3 separate regions of the Sus scrofa genome follow, and regions 1 and 3 are each linked to region 2. Evidence: chromatin contacts called from public Hi-C and HiChIP or PLAC-seq data. All regions are on one chromosome and are shown on one strand. The core of a region is the stretch at or near the end of the contact, and the rest is flanking DNA. Distances in the headings are between cores, read along the strand shown. Region 1 holds the start of CS (citrate synthase). Region 2 holds the start of MYL6 (myosin, light chain 6, alkali, smooth muscle and non-muscle). Region 3 holds the start of RAB5B (ras-related protein Rab-5B).

Region 1 (2,700 bases), core at 98-2,597, 140 kb after region 2:
GTTCTCTGGCAGTGGGAGAACTACTGTCAAATAAGACATGTATCTCCCAAATGATCAGCCTCCACTCTGCTGCTGAGTGCCTGAAAGAACCCCAGTGTAAATCCTATAGGCCTCACCTTGTCTGCCAGCCATGCAAGATAACACACAGTAAGCCAACACCATTCTAAAGTTTTCCTTTCCTTCCCTTCAGGTGCTGGCAGCTTTAATCTGTCTGCAAAAGAGAAAGTATAAGTTCTTTGCAGGAGTCAAGGTCACTTGTGGAACTGTCCCTCCTTGGATTAGAAGGCTGGGACTCCCCTCAGCACAGCAGTTTCTCTGTTTAAAGGGTCAAGTTACCCAGCGACAAAAGTAATTTTGGCAATATGAAATTGAAAGCACCATTACCTGCAACAATACTCCTATGGTCCCAGGGGTAGCAAAAGTCAAGTAAAAGACCCCACAGAATAAGAAGAACCTCTCCTAGGTAGAGCGAACTAATAACAAAACCTGAGTGAGTAAGTAGGAGGACCAGTCATGTAACCTTGGAATTACTATCTTCTGCCCTGGATCTTCACTTAGCCTGCAGTTTGGGCAAATAACTTTTCCGGTTCTTTCTCCAATCATATGTGATAATCATGAAGAAGGTTTTACACAGGCGCTCCACCCACCCAAGCTCCTCCTACATAAAAAGTACAAGAGTTCCAAGGACAAAGAGGACCCAGGGTCGCATTCCTCTAGCAAGGACTGCTACGGCTTGATCACTAAAGTAACTGGGTGGAAAAATGCAAGCAGGCAGTTCAGAAACTGACAAGGCCCTTTCTACAAAGCAGAAGCCGAAATTAGCTACTGCTCCAGCTTTGGTCCAGGGATAGAGTGAGCACACTTGCTCACCCCTGCCGCTTGTCTTACCGCGGCCACTTGTCTTACCCCGCCCCCTCCTCCAAACAGGCTCTTTTCCTAACTCCAATGGAACACAACACCTATGTTCTGCATTAGCGGCTCCTTTTTCCAAGGCCAAGCATCCGCCCGCACCCCCGACCCCGCCGCTCCAGACATGCGAGGTGACAGTAGGGTCCGGCCTCCCCACCCACCCAAGACCGCAAGCCGGGCGAGTAGCACTCCTTTCACCCCAGGGGCCGGAAGGCCAGCGAAGCACATGGCCCTGGGAGCTCCAGGCAGGGCTGGCGGCCAGCCAAGCGCAGGGTGCCTTTAAGACGCGCTGGAGTGCGTCTGGGTAGGGGAGGGAGACCCCGGAGCTTGAGGGCCTGCAGTCTCCTCAGCCCCACCCCAGGACGGCGCGCTCCCTCCCTTAGTTACTCACCTTGGCTCCGAAGAGCCGGGCGGCCGCAGTGAGTAAGGCCATGGCAGGCGAATTCGGAGATCTGGCGGGGAGGGAAGGAGGGAAGAGAAATGCGGCAGGAACGGGAGCTGCCGCCGCCGCTGCCCCAGAAGCCGCGCTGGCTTGGGGGGGGGACAAGGTTGAAAGGAGGCTGCTGAGGGAAAGGGTAGACGAGCCGGCGGCGGCGCCCAGCCCGGGGTCCTCAAGGAAGCCCCGCCTACCGCCCGGAACCCGCTCCCGCCCCCTCTCAAGGGCTTGCTCCGGGCTCGGCCATTGGTCCGGCCTGCGTGGGGGGCGGGCCCTAAGCCGTTGACAGCAGTTGTGATGGGGAGGATTGGACCGTCCGAGGTAGGCTAATTAAGGGTGTAAGGGCGGGGGGAAGCGTATAGGTGGCTAAGTATGTGCCTGAGACCCCAGTTAACTTCCTTCTTAGGCTTTCTCCTTAACCCTTATCCACAGTTGGGGTTAATTCTGAGATGGCTTTTAGTGAAAAAGCGCTAAGGACTTCGATTTTTAAAGGTCCTCGGAAGTCAACCCCTTAATACACTATCAATGCAAGTGGTCCTACTTCTTTGGCATGCTATCTTGAACAGTGTCTTTGGTCAATGACTTAATGGCCATAGAGGTGATACAATGTGGACAGAGGCAGTGATGTTAGAGTTAGCTACTTGGTGGAGGTCATTTGAGGCAAGCGGAAGCCATGGCATTGTAGATACCAACAGACCCCAGAATGTGGAGAAGGAAAGCTGAGGTAGGTCCCTGAATATCCAGTGGTTTTTGCGGACTCTCAGTTTTGTGTCTAGTGCCAAGAAATCCAAATCTTACTAGGCCCCCTTAATATGAAGGCTTCCGGTGCAGGTCAGGCCCTCTGGGTACAGATCATTAGTTTCAGTGCCACTCCAGTCACATAACCCCACACAGCCAGTCCACCCCACATCTATCTAGCTGAAAGATGAGCTTGGAGTTCCCACTGTAGCTCAGTGGGTTAAGAACCTGACATAGTGTCCATGAGGATGCAGGTTTATCCCCGGCTCGCTCAGTGGGTTAAGGATCTGGCACTGCCTCAAGCTGTGGGGAAGTTCACAGATGAGAGAAGCTCAGATCCAACATTGCTGTGGCCAGCAGCTGCAGTTCTGATTCCACCCCTAGCCCAGGAACTTCCATAACCCACAGGTGTGACTATAAAAAAAAAAGTTGAGGCGTCAAAAACCAACCCGCAACAAAAATCACCTCACCCCCCCCCCTTTGGCCAAGGCCTGCAGCCTGATTTCCTGGGCCAGGGATGAACACGTGCCACAGCAGTGACAAACTGGATCTTTATTCTGCTGTGCCACAATGGAACTTCATCACCTCCCTTTTTGTCACATCACTGCTGTCACTCC
Region 2 (2,700 bases), core at 169-2,668:
AAGGCACATACCAGGACTACCTGGAGGGGCTTCGCGTGTTTGACAAAGAGGGGAACGGCAAAGTCATGGGAGCAGAGCTCAGACATGTCCTCACTACCCTGGGTGAGGCAGGGACCAGAACTGTGGGGTGGAGAGGAGGGGGTGAACCAAGAAGAAGGTTAGCCAAGCAGGCAGAGCCAGGGAGGGATTACTGTCCTGGAGGTCATGGGCAGAAGACCGAGAAGGTCAGAGCCTGCTTCTGGGGTACAGATGCCTCCCAAAGGGCAGAGGAAAGGGGATGAGATGGGAGATCTGAGCTTCTATTTTGGAAGAGATGGTTGGCCTCTGTGATATGGTATGTGTCTCTTAATCCTCTGAAATTCAGTTTCCTTGTCTGTGGAGCTTTCACCAGGTGTAACTGAGGTGAAATGGAAAGCAAGATGCTGGGAGGCATTCAAGGCATGCGCATTACAAGGACAGGATTCTCTTGGGGGACTGTTGCTATGGGCAAGTCTCCAGGGTGGGAGAAGAGGTACCACCCAGAAGAATGAGGCCTGGGTTGATGAGGGAGGGAAGGCAGGGGCTAAAACGCTGTGTCTGGGGTTTAGGAGAGAGGATGACTGAAGAGGAGGTGGAGACAGTTCTGGCAGGACATGAGGACAGCAACGGCTGCATCAACTATGAAGGTGAGCGGCTAGGAGCTGAAGAGACAGGGGAAGAGGGGAAGCATGAGGCTCCTCGTATGTGGGGGCGCGTCCTGTGGCCCAAATTATCTAAAGTCAGATGGATTATCAAGACCATCTTCTGAAGCCCCTCTTGCCTCCTCTCTCTGCAGCCTTCCTGAAGCACATCCTGAGCGTCTGAGCTCTACAGGTAGGGCCCTCCCACTTCGCCTTGTGAGGCCAGCCTGCTTCCCTTCCCTCTACCAGAGACATACGTTTCCACGTCCTGCTGCGCGCTTGAGCTCCAGGATTTGGCAACGTTCATCTTTTTCCACAGGTGCAGTGGGGCTCGACAAGGAGTCCCCCTACCCCTCGCGGGCGAAAGCAAGTTCCTGCCGCTAGGAGGCCACCTATTGTTTCAAAATAAAGTGACGGTTCCTCCCCTAAACCTCCGACTCTTGCTTTCTTCAGAGGTGGGGGAGGGAAGGAAGGAAAGGGAGGGATCTCCTCTCCCAAATCCGACATCCCCCGATTTTCCTGCGGCTCGCAGGAGGAGATTCCTTGCGCCCCACCCCACCCTCCTCTGCGGTTTCTGTGCCCCGGGTAGGACTATTCTGAAAAATGAGCCGCAGCGGGCCCCGCCCACCTCCTTACTAATGTAGCAGCAGCATCTGCATAAGACCGGGCCAGGATCCCTATTGGCTGGGTCAACGGAGGGTGACGTCATTGGGACGTACTAAGACTAGGGTTGGGCCGAGAACCGGAGCCATTACTGCAGGAAAAGGTCCCGCAGAGCCAAGCAGTCAAGATGGTGGGGCCCGGGGCTGGGAGGATGAGCGGGATTGGGGGCGAGAGGCGGGAAGCCGGGGGTAGGGGGCGAAGAGAAGGCAGAAGGTAGGGGGCAAAGGGACTTGAGGGTTGGAGGTGGGGTTGGAGATGTTGAGAGCCTGCCCTGCTGGGAAGCGAGAGTGCCCAGGATGGAACAGGAGTTCGTGGTTCAGAGTTCTTGGGACGGGGCTGGAAGCTTGGGGGATTGGAGTTAAGATGCTGATCGCTCCCCTCTTCTCCGAGCAGTGTGACTTCACCGAGGACCAGACCGCAGGTAGGTAATCTCTGACCCCGCTGAGGTCATGCTTAGGGAGAGGGACATTCCTTCTAGCACCTACCCCCTACCTGTCATTTCTTCAGCACCCACAAGGGAGTACCTCGTGGATTCCCTTCTCCCTCCTTCTGGGCCTCCATTTTCTTTTCTCAATCTTTCTTCCTCCCTCCCTTTCTACTCTAGATCTGAGCCCCAAGCACCGGGTGAGTTCTGTAGGTGGTGTGAGCATGTGAAACAGCTTGGCCACCAATGTCTGCCGTGTGTGGGGCTCGGGAGTGATGTATTAAGCTGCTTGTGCTCCTCTGTTCCTTAATCACCTCCTTCTGCCTCTTCTCTCCTCCTGTGCTAACTTTCCCCCTCCCCCAGCTTGGAATTGTGAAGGTTGTAAGAAGCAGTGACCTGTTGTTTTGCTGGTACAGGGGAGTTTGTTGAGGACGCTTCTTTGCAGCTATACTCTCTGAAAGATTTCTTTCTGTACTGAAGGGGTGAGAGTGGCAGGCTGGGATGACCCCAGTCCCAGGCTGCTGCTCCCACTTCCTTATAAGGACAAGGCCCAGACTGGGCGGTGGCAAATTCCTGCCCTGAGTACTGTAGTGAGGAGGCTGGGCAGGCTTGCTGTAGGCAGAGGGGGTATGGAAATGGCAGTTACCACTCTGCCAGGGCTTGAGGAGAGCTGTCTTTATGTGGGACACCTGAGTTGGGAAGAAGGGACACTAGATCCCTCTTAGAGGGCTTGGGTGTACAGTGGTATAAATATCTGGTTTCCTCAGCGTGATTAAAGTTGAATGGGCAACGGGGACTGTGAGGGAGGGTTTGGGTTCATCTGTGCCTGCCAGGTGCTGATGTTTATCCGAATCCTCAGAGTTCAAGGAGGCCTTCCAGCTGTTTGACCGAACAGGGGATGGCAAGATCCTGTACAGCCAGTGTGGGGACGTGATGAGGGCCCTGGGCCAGAAC
Region 3 (2,700 bases), core at 140-2,639, 190 kb before region 2:
ATTATATTTATATTTCAGGTTATAGTAGTTTTTTAAGTGGGAATGGGTGGATTTGTTGCCCTGTGCACCTTGGGGTTTATAATGCAAATGTTTTTAAAAAATTTTTTTTTCTTTTTATGATTTTGTCTCTTTCCTCCAACCTTTTGTCCTTGAGTGTTCTTGCTGTTAACATTATTTGTAATTTAGTTTATAATTCATTAAAAAAAAGTTCTTAGTTTTATAGCTCATCTCTGTGTTTTACTGAAAGAATGGTGTGTGAGAGAATATGAATGTATGCGATAATTGGTTTCAGACTCCTTTTCCTAATCTCTGTGCAGGGCTACCCACCCCATCCCCATTTTGATCTCTGTGATGCAACTGGGATAGTGCCGAGGGTGGGCAAGGTGGGAATTATTGCCCTGATTTTACAGCTAGGGAAACCGAAGCTTATGTATTTCCTACTTCTCTTTCCCCACAAACTTACATCTCTCCTTGCCCCCACAACACCTACACATAGACATATATCCCATACACATACGTACGAGGTGCCAGTTCCAGAATTTCAAGGTTAGGGTTTAGGAGCAGCAGTATGTTTGGAACTGGGCTCCATGGGAATTTGCATTGACATTGCATTTCCCAGGAAGCTCCCCTTTTTTTCCTTTTTGTTTCATATCACAAACGGTAAAGTTTTCCAAAGTAGTTTATTCATATTTACGTACAATTGAGAATATATCAATCGTCTTATGAAAAATTACTATAACAGGGCTAAAGCCTCCTCAAGTTACCACTTCTAGGAGTTGCCATTGTTTCATCTCACCAAAAAAAATCTCAGACTGCCCGTGGGCCACCCTTCGGAGCCCCACTGAAAGGAGGAAGCACCGATGTGAAGGGTACTTAAATTCCCAGGCTCCAGGTCCCGGAGAGAAGTATTTCCCTTACGCCCGCGAATTTGTCATAGAGGGCGGGGCGCTGAAGGCAGGCCTGCCGAATACGGGGGAGGGGCGGAGGTCAGTAGCGGCCTTCCAAAGCCTTTCGACCCCGCCTTGCCTGCCATTCAAGTCTCGAATTTTCGAAGTACTGGTTAAAATTTCACTTTGACCCGCCTCCGTCGCTCACCTGATTAGATGTTTATGAGTCAAAAGGCGGGGTCATGAGGATGTCGAGAGTTTATTGGTTGAGGTACACGCCTGTTAGTGGTGTACCGCCCCCTATCTCGGGGAGCTCACTCTTTAGTGGCTCCTCACCTCGTCCATCTCCAAGGTTTCCCTCTCTGTATTGGTGCAGAGACCCGTCTGTCCAGTCCTTTTCTCGTACTCATTGGTGATAGCGCCGAAAGAGATCCGCCTTTCTCCAGAGGATTGGCGGATTAGGGCGCACAGAGCCCACCCTCTGTGGTAGGCGGGTAGTCGTGCAATTGGCTGGGGCCCCCGCCCCAGGGCGAGGAGGAGGAGGAGGGGCAGGAGGGTTTGGTTGAGCTGCAGCTGTTTGTCTGTTCGACACAGGCTTGGGCCCGACGGGGGAGACGGAGCCCCAGGTACCTGGCTGATGGAGCCCGCAAGGGCAGGGGCGGAGGCGCCCCGGAGAGGAGAGCGGCCTGGCCTGAGGGCAGAGGCGGGTCTAGGCCTCCGCGAGGGGTTGGAGTGGCCCACTGGAGAGGGGAGAAGGGGGCCGGGCCCCAGCAGGCCTAATGGGGGCGCTGAGGAGGGGGCCGGGCGGGCTGGGAGCCCGAAGTTGGTGAGTCGGGAAGGCGGCTGGGTGGTGTTGGCTGCCGGGCTGGGCGCCGGCGCGGGAGGCCCGTGGCTCGCGTGCGGGCAGGGGCAGGCCTCTTTGAGCCTCGCCGAAGAGGGAGGAGCTGGGGAGATGGGATGGGGCGGCGGGTGAGGTAAGCCCATGCCGGGAGGTGAGGAGGGGTCAAGCCCGACGCCCGGGCCCCGAGGGGAACCGGGGCTGAGGCTCTCTCGAGAGGTCTCAGTGGAAGGGCCAGAGAAAGGTTCTTAGCTGTGTAAGAGGCATTCTTTTCGGGCAAAGTGACTATTATAAAAATAACTAGGGTGCTCCAGAGTTGAGCCGACAGGGATTTGGGTTCAGTGAGGGAGAACCGAGACAAGCCAAGAGAGCTTTCTTAATCTAGAAGACTCGGAACTGGAGCAAGGGAAGCAGGGTCTCGCATCAGTTATGGGAGCTGCTGGGAATGCTAAAGGGTGAGCTAGAGGCTCAGGGTCTTGCGAGAACTCATGCTTTTGTTCCCATTACGTGTGGAGATGTGGTAACTTGAAGTTTTTTGGTACTCCTGGGGTAGCCAATGAAGACAAAAGTAATTTTTTTTTTCTCTAACTGTTGGCCGTTCACACACTTTAGACTGCAGTCTCTGTTTCTTCTTACCTCCTGTTTCATGTCCTGTGAAAAAGCTAAGAAGTCGGCTTTGGGGGTGTTCATTCTTTCTTTCCTACTTAATAATGTGGTCTTTATTGGATACCTTGTCTCTGACCCAGCAATGGAGAATCAGTGATTTATTTTCTGCACTGGAAATGGACTTAGGGATCCCGCAGCCATCCAGAGACCTTCTGACCATAGTTGGGGAAACTTTCGTGGCACTTGGACTTGGGTATTTCCCAGGCAGGTAATGGTTAGGTGGAACCAAGCCTGGAAATATGAGGTGATATCACTGAGGAAGGGATTTGGGGAAGAGTGAGAAATTCCATTCCAGAAGGTTGGCATCAC

The links. Hi-C and Micro-C count contacts between places; a contact is called where the count stands out from the background. HiChIP or PLAC-seq counts read pairs in DNA pulled down with a chosen protein or histone mark.
Region 1: an H3K27ac HiChIP or PLAC-seq map of alveolar macrophages shows a contact between it and region 2. The contact joins the promoter of CS here to the promoter of MYL6 in region 2. A contact is called at or near these places in 1 of 5 promoter capture datasets (liver) and 2 of 2 datasets of contacts at active chromatin or transcription factors (alveolar macrophages and skeletal muscle).
Region 3: a Hi-C map of liver shows a contact between it and region 2, with 2.2 times the contacts expected there. The contact joins the promoter of RAB5B here to the promoter of MYL6 in region 2. A contact is called at or near these places in 2 of 47 Hi-C or Micro-C datasets (liver and skeletal muscle) and 1 of 2 datasets of contacts at active chromatin or transcription factors (skeletal muscle).

Annotation. Positions count from the first base shown.
Region 1 is chr5:21,699,216-21,701,915 of Sscrofa11.1, forward strand. CS (citrate synthase) reads right to left here and starts at 1,348. Exons shown (of 11, transcript NM_214276.1): 1 at 1,301-1,348. The coding sequence starts at 1,342.
Region 2 is chr5:21,557,907-21,560,606 of Sscrofa11.1, forward strand. It overlaps MYL6 (myosin, light chain 6, alkali, smooth muscle and non-muscle), which reads left to right and starts at 1,419. Exons shown (of 7, transcript NM_001163997.1): 1 at 1,419-1,452; 2 at 1,716-1,743; 3 at 2,606-2,700. The coding sequence starts at 1,450. It overlaps MYL6B (myosin light chain 6B), which reads left to right. Exons shown (of 8, transcript XM_003126266.3): 5 at 1-102; 6 at 588-665; 7 at 815-852; 8 at 979-1,089. The coding sequence ends at 843.
Region 3 is chr5:21,371,944-21,374,643 of Sscrofa11.1, forward strand. RAB5B (ras-related protein Rab-5B) reads left to right here and starts at 1,390. Exons shown (of 6, transcript XM_021091797.1): 1 at 1,390-1,513. CDK2 (cyclin dependent kinase 2) reads left to right here. Exons shown (of 7, transcript NM_001285465.1): 7 at 1-60.